Regions from separate parts of the Sus scrofa genome. Here regions 2, 3 and 4 are each linked to region 1. Evidence: chromatin contacts called from public targeted proximity ligation data. All regions are on one chromosome and are shown on one strand. The core of a region is the stretch at or near the end of the contact, and the rest is flanking DNA. Distances in the headings are between cores, read along the strand shown.

What was found.
Region 2: a contact with region 1 is called in a targeted proximity ligation map of alveolar macrophages. A contact is called at or near these places in 1 of 47 Hi-C or Micro-C datasets (embryonic fibroblasts) and 1 of 2 datasets of targeted methods (alveolar macrophages).
Region 3: a targeted proximity ligation map of alveolar macrophages shows a contact between it and region 1. A contact is called at or near these places in 3 of 47 Hi-C or Micro-C datasets (embryonic fibroblasts and mesenchymal stem cells) and 1 of 2 datasets of targeted methods (alveolar macrophages).
Region 4: a targeted proximity ligation map of alveolar macrophages shows a contact between it and region 1. A contact is called at or near these places in 2 of 47 Hi-C or Micro-C datasets (embryonic fibroblasts and fibroblasts) and 1 of 2 datasets of targeted methods (alveolar macrophages).

Annotation. Positions count from the first base shown.
Region 1 is chr3:102,338,821-102,341,521 of Sscrofa11.1, reverse strand. No RefSeq gene overlaps it. Among named protein-coding and RNA genes, the nearest start is that of RMDN2, 33 kb to the right of the region's middle.
Region 2 is chr3:102,585,582-102,588,282 of Sscrofa11.1, reverse strand. No RefSeq gene overlaps it. Among named protein-coding and RNA genes, the nearest start is that of CDC42EP3, 48 kb to the right of the region's middle.
Region 3 is chr3:102,554,989-102,557,689 of Sscrofa11.1, reverse strand. The region is part of intron 1 of CDC42EP3 (cdc42 effector protein 3); the gene reads right to left. Among named protein-coding and RNA genes, the nearest start is that of CDC42EP3, 17 kb to the right of the region's middle.
Region 4 is chr3:102,475,769-102,478,469 of Sscrofa11.1, reverse strand. No RefSeq gene overlaps it. Among named protein-coding and RNA genes, the nearest start is that of CDC42EP3, 62 kb to the left of the region's middle.

The DNA.
Region 1 (2,701 bases), core at 147-2,646:
CAAAGTCCCTGACTTCATGATGCTTTTCTAGTGGAGGAGATAAGCAATAGACAAATACACATATAATAGAAGCCAACTAGTGCAGTGGACATTTCTCATTCTTTTCAGCTGCCCAGAATCCACTATTTTAGAAGAAGCTTACAACCTGACTAGCCATAAATTTCATCATTTTAATTTGTACTTCCTTGATTGTTAACAATGCCAAACATTTAACAAACTCATAGACTATTTTTTCTTTTGTGAATTATTTGCTCTTGGTCAATTTTTAATTGGAAATCCACCTTTTCCTTATTTATTTGTAGGAACTATTTATATATTAGAGATATGAAAATTTATTGTATACTTGCAAAGTCTTCCTAATTTTCCATTTGCTTTTAAAGATAGTTTATCTTTAATTTTTAACATGTTAGACTTTTTTGAGAAGCTGGTTCTGTGCTATGTATTTAAAAAATTTCTACTGGATATAGGACCTTTTTATTATATTTGGAATTTGTTACTGCTCAAACAAGGTAGTAATACATGTATATTTATTTTCTGAGTATTTTCTGAAACCTCTTTTATGTTATTTTCTTTTCCACAGATTCTCTTTGGTTTGTGGTGTAGACAGTCATACCATTTGAAAATAATCATTTTCATCCTCCTTTTTTCTACACCTCCCCCATTCTATTTAGGTGGCTAGAACCTCCCCCTCATTGTTAAAATAGCATCAAGATGGCCAACTTCTTACAGTCTTTGTGACCTTTAACATGACAGGCCCTATTTTTCCACTATTGCACATGCTATAGAGTGTTGGGCCTACATTAATGTTCTATCACTTATAAAGAAGTAATCTTTTTTTTTTAAAAAAAAAAAAGAGTTCTTCTTTAGCTCAGTGAGCATGAAACACCTATTTGACATCCCAGAGGGGATGCAGAGTTGGCAGTTGGCTATTAGAATCTGGAGTCCAGGGCAAAGCCAGAGCTGGAAGCATGTGGGATTCCTCAGTACACAGAGGGACTTTATCATCATGACACTCAGGAGTGAGTGTGGCTGGAGGAGAGGGGCCTCAGGAGGGAGCTCTGGGGAGCTCAGGATGACAGGATGGAGAGATTACAAAGAGGAAGAGGATGTAGCAAGGGAATTACAAAATAGGAAGAAAACCCAGCCTACTGTGTCCTGGGAGCCAAGGAAAGAAAAAGATTCCACAGTGACCCTAGGAGGCTTCCAGAGGATGCTTGTATTCAGCAGGCAGAGAGACCGAGGCTCAGAGGGGCCTGGCCTCCCTGTTTCAGGGCTCAGCCCCATACCTCTTCCAGGAGAGGAAGCCCTGAGTCCAGAACATGCTTTGCTCTGCACAGGACAGACAGCAGTGTGGCCACACACAGGCCCGGCCCCTTTCTCTGTGAAAAGAGCCCATTGTAACTTCCTTAAGAAGGAAACACCTCCATCACTGAAGGAACACTATTCGCTTCCTGTTAGAACAGCCTGACTTAGAATCAAGCTCAGTGCCAGCCCCACGCCCATAGGGAGCAATGAAGGAAAGAGGGGGAAGGAGCAGGCAGACGCGTGCTTCAGGGCTGGGTTTGCAGGAGAGCTTGGTGCGCACGGGGGCTGCAGGCTGCAAACCCAGCCTCGCTCAATTGGAAACTCTCCTCTCCCCTCCATAGGTCTGTCCTCTCAAAGGCCTGAGAAGTGACATAAAGGCAGGCAGTCTGGCTGCTTAGTGGCTGCAGTAGGTTAACCCTTAGATGCCTGCCAGACCTTTGGAGGAAGGCCAACACCAGTCATTCTTTCACTTATTCAGCAACTCTTTGCTGAGTACCTACTTTGTGCTAGACTTGAGCTGTGCATGGAGACACCTCGGTCAAAAAGACAGACGTGTTTCACACACACACACAGACACCTCACCCTGCCTCAAACTTAGAGTCTAGTGGGAGAAATTAAACAAACCACACAAATGCCACTAAAATCACAAATTCCATAGGCCTATAAGGGAATGTTCCTGGGGGCATAGGATGGTGCCCCTGATGGAGGCCAGGAGGGAATTCCTGCCTGAGAATGTGATAGGATCTGTAAAAGCAGGAGGGAGGGGGCAGGGGACGGGACTCTGCCCCCTGTGCTTTTAGAAGCTGGCCAGTGAGTTATGTCAGGACGATGATGCTTTAGATCCCCAAAGCCCAGATCAAATAGCAGAGCATGGAAACAGGGCAGTTGCTCCTGTCCTGAATGGAGAAACTGCCTGAGGCTGCCTAGAGCTCCTGGTGTGGAGGGTTTCGTCCCTTGGGGCACCAACTTGGGGACCAGTAGCCACTGCCGTGAGACATCCAGGGTTCCTAAGGCAGAAAGGACAACACTTACCATCATCAGCAGAAATGTGTTTTTAAAAAATCATCAGAATCTTTTGTTTAAAAAAAGAGCAGAGGATCTTTTTTTTCTATTTTAGCTCTATGTTTAAGTTTTTGAGGAAACTCCATGCTGTTCTCCATAGTGACTGCACCAATTCACATTCCCACCAACATGTCACAGGATTCCCTTTCTCTACAATCTCACCAACACTTGCGATCTTTTGGGTTTTTTGATAATAGCCACCTTGACAAGTGGGGGGTAATATCTCTTTGTGGGTTTTGTTTGCATTTCCCTGATGATTAGAAATGCTTAAGCACCCTTCGGCCATTTGAATTTCTTCTCTTGATAAGTATATATATATATATATAGAGAGAGA
Region 2 (2,701 bases), core at 128-2,627, 250 kb before region 1:
GCAGGGGGCATTACATTCACCAGAATTCCCTTAAGGAGTAAATCCCTATTGGTTTGGAAGCCCCATTGTTGTAGACACAAAGTACTGCTACGTACTCAAAGAATCTGCTTGAGGGCAGATCTGTTCTCCTAGAGGAAGGGGATTTATTTGAAGTCCCAGGGCAATAAGGGATGAGGAAGGAGAGAATGGGGGTGGATTGAGGAGGATGGCTGAAGACCACAAGCCCAAGATCTCAGTGAAAGTTCCCTGAATCCTGGAGTTCCCATTGTGGTTTAGCGGTTAATGAACCGAACCTGACTGGTATCCATGAGGACTCAGGTTCGATCCCTGGCCTTGCTCAGTGGGTTAAGGATCCAGCATTGCCATGAGCTGTGGTGTAGGCCACAGAGGCGGCTCAGATCCAACGTTGCTGTGGCTGTGGTTGGACCCTTAGCCTGGGAGCCTCCATATGCTATCAGTGTGGCCCTAAAAAAAGACAAAAAAAAAAAAAAAAAAGTTTCCTAAATCCTGAAGAGCTTAAAATTAAATTGGAGATGTAGCTGCTGACCTACACCACAGCCAGAACAAACGCAGGACAGCACCACCAGATCCTTAACCGACCCGTGTCCTCGTGGATACTAGTCGAGTTTGTTACCACTGAGCCATGATGGGAATTCCGATTTTTTTTTTTTAATGGAAACAAATGGATGGACTTGAGTCAGAGTCATTTTATGTAAATCCTAGAACAGGGCAGAAAAGAGGAAAGCAAGGCACGTGTGCTCCTAGAGAGCCAGAAGAAGGTTTCTGGGTGTCTGAAGATGTTGCTTTGGGTTGGGCTAGGTTTAACCAGATCTCTAAAGCTTATGGGAGGCTGAGGGATGGGGAAGCTGACATCTGGATAACAATATCAAAATGAATTGTTCCTCCAAAGCAAATAATTGGCTGTGATTCTTCAGGAATCATTTGTGTTGAAGCAAAATGACACTTCAGTTCTCTTTATAGACATTCCTATAGCCACAGACCTTTTGACCTACAGTCCATAAATGTCAGTCTACTGATCACAGAAAAAGTGTTCACCTGCTTCTAAGTGAGGAAAAACAGCAATGGTATAAGTTGTTTATAACACTAAATTCATTTAATTTAAAGTATTGTCTTCATTTTAAAATCTTGTTCTTGTATATCTTTCTGTTAAAAATATCCTTTCTTTTATGAATAGATGGTTTCTTTTTGATGTCCTTCCATGGCAAAATTAAATTGTCCCTCTCCTAAATTTCTTGGAAATTTCTTTGGTGTATAAATCCCCAAATTCTAGGAACCACCTCTCAATGTGTAATTATGTATGATTTCAATGAGCTAGTTTGTCCTCAATGAAATACAAGGAAGGAGATTTACTTTCAGTTCCTAAATACACTACTGCTGGTCTTGGTTGATGTTGTTTAAGGCAGTGCCTTTTGGGTCACCCCATTCACATCTTCTTCAAATTAAAATTTGTAGGTGGAGGAATTGCCACAGCACCCCCACCCCCAAGACTGTGGGCACATGAACAAGATTTGGTTCTGAAATCAATACGTCATTTGATAAAGTAAATCTTGTGCATAGTAAAAACAATACTTGGCACTGTATTATTACAAAGCAGTGTTTATGTAATGATTATATATTTTCACTTTCATAATTATGAAATGCACAATTGTTATTACTCTGCACAGTAATTGACCACAAATAGCACATATTTCACAGAAATGGCTGCAGTTTCTGTGACTTTTCGTGTCAGAACCAGCTTCACGGGCATGTAAGCTGTGTAGTCCCACAGGGCCCCATGCTCCTGAGAGCCCACACTTGGTTAAATGCTCTGCTGTCACTGTCTTGAAATTGTTAATAATTTCTGAATAAGGGGCCCTACATTTTCTCTTTATGTTTAGCCTGCAAATTATATAATGAGTCCTTTTTTATATCCATCCACTCTTGCCAGGAATCATGTCAGGCTGGGAGATTGACACAGGGGGACTGGCCAGAGAGGAAGGAGAGAGACTGTTCCTCACACTCTGGATCTCTTTAGCCCGCTCAGAAGTCCTTGCCCACAATCCAGCCAGGAGGGCTTCTCCTATAAGATCCTGGCCCTTTTCTTCCCCCTGGAGGAAGGAGGAAGAGTTAGCTTTTCAGAAAATAAGTGGCTTGAGGAGTTCTCTTGTGGTGCAGTGGGTTAAGGATATGACACTATAGTGGCTTGGGTCGCTGCTGTTGCACCAGTTCATTTCCTGGCCTAGGAACTTCCACATGCCTCTGGTGCAGCCAGAAAGAAAAGTGGCTTAAGTTAGCCCATTGTAAAGGGAGGTGGCTGAGGATGTGTGTGAAGAGGAGGGACCCTGATAGAGAAGGTGGAGAAACTGGAAAGATGTATTGAAGATTGAAAACATGAGGTGATCCCAGAAGTCAGTGGCAGCTCCTGAGCCTTTAGACATAGGTCCAAGGGGACTGGGGAAGGAAGTGCTCCAAAGAAAATCTTTCTCAGTGCTTACCTCCCTCCAGTTCCACTGGCTTCTGCCTGAACCTAGAGGCCAGGCTCAGCTGGCTTTAAGTCTTATTGAGAGTATCTGGTAGAAGGACGGGCAGAAGATTCTCAGCTGTCTGATTTTTTAAACAGAAAGAATAAGTCCCTAGACATCTCCCCATGGTCTAAAGTCCCATCTTACTGAGACCATTTAGATTAATGCAGAGCAATCAC
Region 3 (2,701 bases), core at 65-2,564, 220 kb before region 1:
TAGCACAGTAAGGCATGCCTGTGAGCCTGACATTCTCATAGCGTTAATTCTAATTTGGGTCTTAATAGTAACAAAAGTGGAAGTCTTGGGTCTTCCTGCTAAAACATCAGAATGTCTTTACCCTCTAAGTGTACAACAGCCCAGGGCTCTTGCACCCAGGGTGGCTGACATCACCTCCCTGCCCTTCTGGGCATAGCGTGATGACTGCCTGCAGGAACAGCTGAGACGCTGGGCCTGCAGAAGGTGGGGGTGGGGGGCACCCTAAGGAACAGCTGCCCACTAGAGCCATGTCCTCAGCATACATGGCCAGGAGGGCAGCTGCCATGGAACAATCCAGTGTGTCCACCATAACTCCAGGGCATGCAAGGGCGGTGTGTGGTCAGCTGGTGGAGCCAGGGTTATGCAAGGCCAGAACCAAGGCATGGCATTCATTTCAAACCCCTTAGAGAAGTAAAAATACCATGAAGATGTAGTCAAGAGTGCTTCTCTGCTTCTCTGACTAGATCACTCACATTCACCCTTTACTTGTACAGTGACTGGGGATGTTGGGGAGCAAAAGTAAGGAGAGAAGGTAGAGGATATGTTTGCTATACTTGGAAGGCCCAGGGGAGGAATGCCCAGTCCTCAGTCCCTGCCTGGCCACATCCATGGCCATGGGCACTGCAGGCCCCTCACCAGAGATTTGCTCGGCCTGGTAGAAGTTGAGTTTTATGTCAGCGGAGTGGACACAAAGGTGGGAGAGAAGCAACAACAACAACAACAAAAAAAATAGAGAAAAAACTAAGAAAACGGTTGGTGAGTAGAGGTTAGATAAGCTTCAGGCAGTGAGATTCTCAGGAGTAGGAGAATGGGAATACCTTAAAAGGCGTTTTTCTTTCTTTCTACAAATATTTACATAGTATTTGCTGCATGACAGGATGGAGGCTTCTAGGACTTTGGAAACAATAATTTGAATTTCTACTATGCCAGGGGTAAGAGCTCCCCTAGTACATTGGAAGTTTAAGGGAAAAAAAAGGGAACTTGCTGAAGAAATAACAATTTTATAACTTTAGACGAGCTGATGTTTGTGATATGATGCTGGGGAAATATCTGAGAGCTCTGACTCTATCCCTCTATCTTATCTGTTATTTTCCCTCTTCCAGCTCAGGGACAGCCATGCTTGATCCCAGAAGAGATAATCCAGTATCAATGACTTTACCCTGACGCTTTCCTCTCCTCCTTTCTGAATATTCTGGGCTCCCTGGCTTATCAGTCAGTGGACAGCCACACCCCTTTCCTTTCCCAGGCTGACTGCTGGCAACATCATCTCAGCTGTTGTTAATGCAGGAGCCTAAGAGGCAGTTTCTTCATTGGGAACAAAGTGGGGAGGGCATGCGTCCTCAGAGGGTATGTATGTGTCTACTGGGAACCACCAACACTTCATATGACAGGAAATGTTTATTGAGAGTGTCTCTATGTGCTGAGCACTGTTCTAACCTTTGATGTGCACTAGCTCATTCACAAGAACCCATGTTAATGTCCCCATTTTAGCCATGAGGCCCCGAGGCACAGGCTTTGCCAAAGCTACATGGCTACCAGCACTAAGCCAAGTGACTGATCTTGGGCTCCAGACACTGAGGTCTTTACATTTAAGGAGCACACTTTCTGGGAACTCAGTCAGCTCCCAAAGACAAAGGGGGTGCTTTCCAAGCCTGTTTAAAGTATAATTGATAATATGTTGTGCTGTTAAGGGTAGGGAAGCATATACAGGTCCAACCTCAGTGGAGGGTGAAATTTATCAAAACAACAAATCACAGAGTTCCCATTATGGTGCAGGGGATTAAGAACAGAATTACAGCAGCTTGGGTTGCTGCAGAGGCATGGGTTCAATTCTTGTCCCTGCAGCTTGGATTCAGTCTCTAGCCTGGGAACTTCTATAAAACTTTAGAGGACTGGTTATACAAATTAAGGTGTATACATAGAAATGAATATTACACAGGTCTACAAAAGGATGAAGCAACTCTATATGCTGATATAGAAAGAGTTTCAAAGATATGTCAAAGGAAAAAAAAGGCAGGTGCAAAAGTGTGTAGATAACATCTGTACTGGCTTGTCTGTTGATAAGCTATCTCTGGAAGCATATACAGGAAATAATGATCAGTGCCCAGGGGAGAGGAAGTAGATGGAAGGGGACGATAAGGGTGGAAGGTAAACTTTTCATTGTGTATCCTTTTACAATTTTGGATTTTTGAACCATGTGAATGAATTAGCTATTTTTAAAAAAATAAGTACATAGGTAGTTTAGGGCTCATATTGCACTATCCTGCAGAGACAGTTTTATACATAGGTCCTGAAACGCCTACTGAACCCATGAGTTGATTGATCATAATGCAAACATTACTATGGGAAAGTGGGTTCCAAAGCCCAAATCTGGACTGGAAGCGGGTCTCACCTGAGCCTGTCAGAGGGCCAGATGACTTCCTCCAGCAGTGATCAGGTCTTCATAGGAGAGGCTTCCACCACTCTGTATGCACAGAATGGAAGAGGTCTCAGAAGAGAAGGGTCTTTTGTCAGAAGGAAATGAGAAGAGATAAGAGACCCAGGTCCCTGGGGGAATGATGGGTGGCAGGTACTACATGGAGGGAAGCACAGGCAGGTGGAGGTGCTGGGGCCCTGGGGGTATAGCTTCTAGTTTGAAATGATGCTGGCACAGATGGGCAGC
Region 4 (2,701 bases), core at 115-2,614, 140 kb before region 1:
ATGGTAAAGAGTTTGGAACTAAATTCCCCTGGTGCTGACATATCTTCCCTTGCCCCCCCACCTAGTACCCTACTGCCTGAACTTTCATAATTAGAGATTCATTCCTTTCAATTAAACAATGTCCTCCCTCCTTTAAATTCTAGATCATTTGGGAGAAGAATTGTATTAAATCCCTTTGTCAACTAATTTAATTCTTAAAACAATTAGAAAGTCTGAAAATATCAGGAGTTTATGAGGATGTAGAATAACAACTACACTTATACAATGTGGCTAAGAGTAGTAGTACTAGGAACTGCTACTTTCTAAAAGAGGGTATTTCTGCTTCTGTCCAAGATGGAGCAATGAGGACTAAAATTACCTGCCTGCCTGAAAAAAAAAAAAAAAAAAAAGCCTTTAAAAATCTGATAAGTTAGATGAGATAATGTTTTTTTGATGCTGAATATCAGACAATGGAACGCAGTGACCCCCAAGAAAAGGGAAACAAACCAGGTGAGCCTAATAATTGTCCCAGCAATTGCCTAGAGAGAGTTTCCAGGTCACAGCGCAGGGAGAGGGGACCCAGGAGGAGCCCAATGGACTCTCTGAGTGGAGGGGACAGAGTTGAGTTCATAGGTGCTGGAGAGCCCTGGAGTGACTAAGAAAGCTGTTTCTTAGGAACTCCTCTGGGATACGGTGAGGTGAAGGCAATAGGAGCTCTGTTGGCAACAGCTGCAGAGACCCCTTTGTGTCCGGGCCCCTCAGTGCCCCAGCTCAGCCACCCACACTCAGGCTCAGCTTCAGCACTGACGCTGCAGTGATGGCAAGCAAAGAGCAGTGGGGCCCTTGCTAAGTAGAATCCACTGAGGTGGTGGCTTTAATGGACCTTAAGGGATAGAACTGATGTTTTTCTTCCCTATCAATGACCAGAGGCTTTGCCACACCAAAGGGGGAGCATGGCCAACACCATGTGTTGGCTGTAAAAATCAGTTCTCAGAGTTCAGGAGAGATATCCAAGGACACCCAGAAATATTTCCAAGGGATTTTAGGGAGGGTTAGAAGGCTCCCAGAGCAGGTGGGGCAGGGCCAGAGCAGCTCTATTCCATGGCTGTCATCATTACCCTGTTCTTAACTATAAGCTGGAACCTCATGGAAAGACTATACAGCCCCCTGCTTCTCAGACTAGAGTCCAAAGATGTATTCCTGAGAATGTATGTATTCTGCCCAGGAATTTAGGTCAGGGGTTATCATTTTGATGATTATCTTTGAAAAAAGTCAAATCTCTGCTTCATCATCTTGGATGACCACTGTCATGGTCAGCTTGGGCTACTAAAACAAATTACCATAGACTGAGCTTCTTAAACAACAGGAATATATTTCTCACAGTTCTGGAGACTGGGAAGTTCAAGATCAAGATCGTGGTCCACTTAGTTCCTGGTAAGAGCTCTTTTACAGGCTTGTAGGCAGCCACTTTTCTCTGTTCCTCACTTGGTGGAAAGAGCTCTGGGCTCTCCTCTTCTTATAAGGATGCTAACCCCATCATGGATGCCCCACCCTTTTCACCTCAAAGGTACCAGGTACCATCAGATTTGGGTTAGAGTTTATAGAGAACACAAACACTTAGGTCAAGGCAACTTATAATAATGAAATGCTGTTATTGCTTCATTTGGTGCTTACATTTGCAATTTTTGTTTTCTGTTCCTATTTGCACCACACAGAGGACTGTGACATGGAACACTGCTTAAATGAAAGTTTTGCAACAGAAAGAAAAAGAGTGGTATGGAGAAACTGAGTTAGCACTTGTCCATGGTGATATAGGCTTGCTGAAGCAGCCCTGGGCTAAGAGCAAGACATTCACGTAGGTAGTTAGTTAGCAGATATATTACCCAGACAGCCTCCTTGTTTATGCAAGCCTGCAGTCAGCAAGGATGAAAGGCACAGTGGAAAATGTTCTATTTGATTCACACTGTGGTTATATTAGATTGCCATGAAATGTAGGTTTCAAAAATGCCACAATTATAGCCTCATCTTTGAGCATGTAAGGCAGCTTTATGTAGTTATTGAGTGGTAGATCATCAGAATTGTCATTTGAGGATTGCTTATTGGCATAAATTATTATTGTTGTTATTACTATTGTTGTTGTCATTTTTAACTTGGAGGCCTGCTTATCCTGAACAAGAAAACAAAGCTGCTTGAACTTTGTGATTTTTTTTTGAGTATACTTATCCTAATAAATACTCTGTACAAAAGCCTGCCAAAATCAAAATGTAGAATTGGAACTTAGCCTGTTACTTTCTGCTCTTAAACTATTTGGCCCTTTAGTTTCACCAAAACAACATCATCAGTTACATTAAATTGTTATTGTTAATAAAAATATACTTTTGTAATTGGACTAACTTTGAAATTTGTTTTGATTTTATGGCTGAGAACTATAAATATCAGGACTTTTTACCTAGTTTTACATTTTTATATATTTAGTTAATACAATAATAATAATAACACTGAAAATCCATAAGAATTTTCTCTATAAAGATCTGTTTCTTAAATTTAAGAAATATTTGACTAGTAAAATTAACATCTTCTCCTATGTATCAAGCTGGTTTTTCTGCTGTTGTTCAGAGTGGAATTATTTCAACATAATCTACATTTATTTCCAGACCTCTTTAAACTGTAACTAAATGTCCTTTAACATCCAAACTCCCAAAGCCCAAGCCTCTTTCTCTCT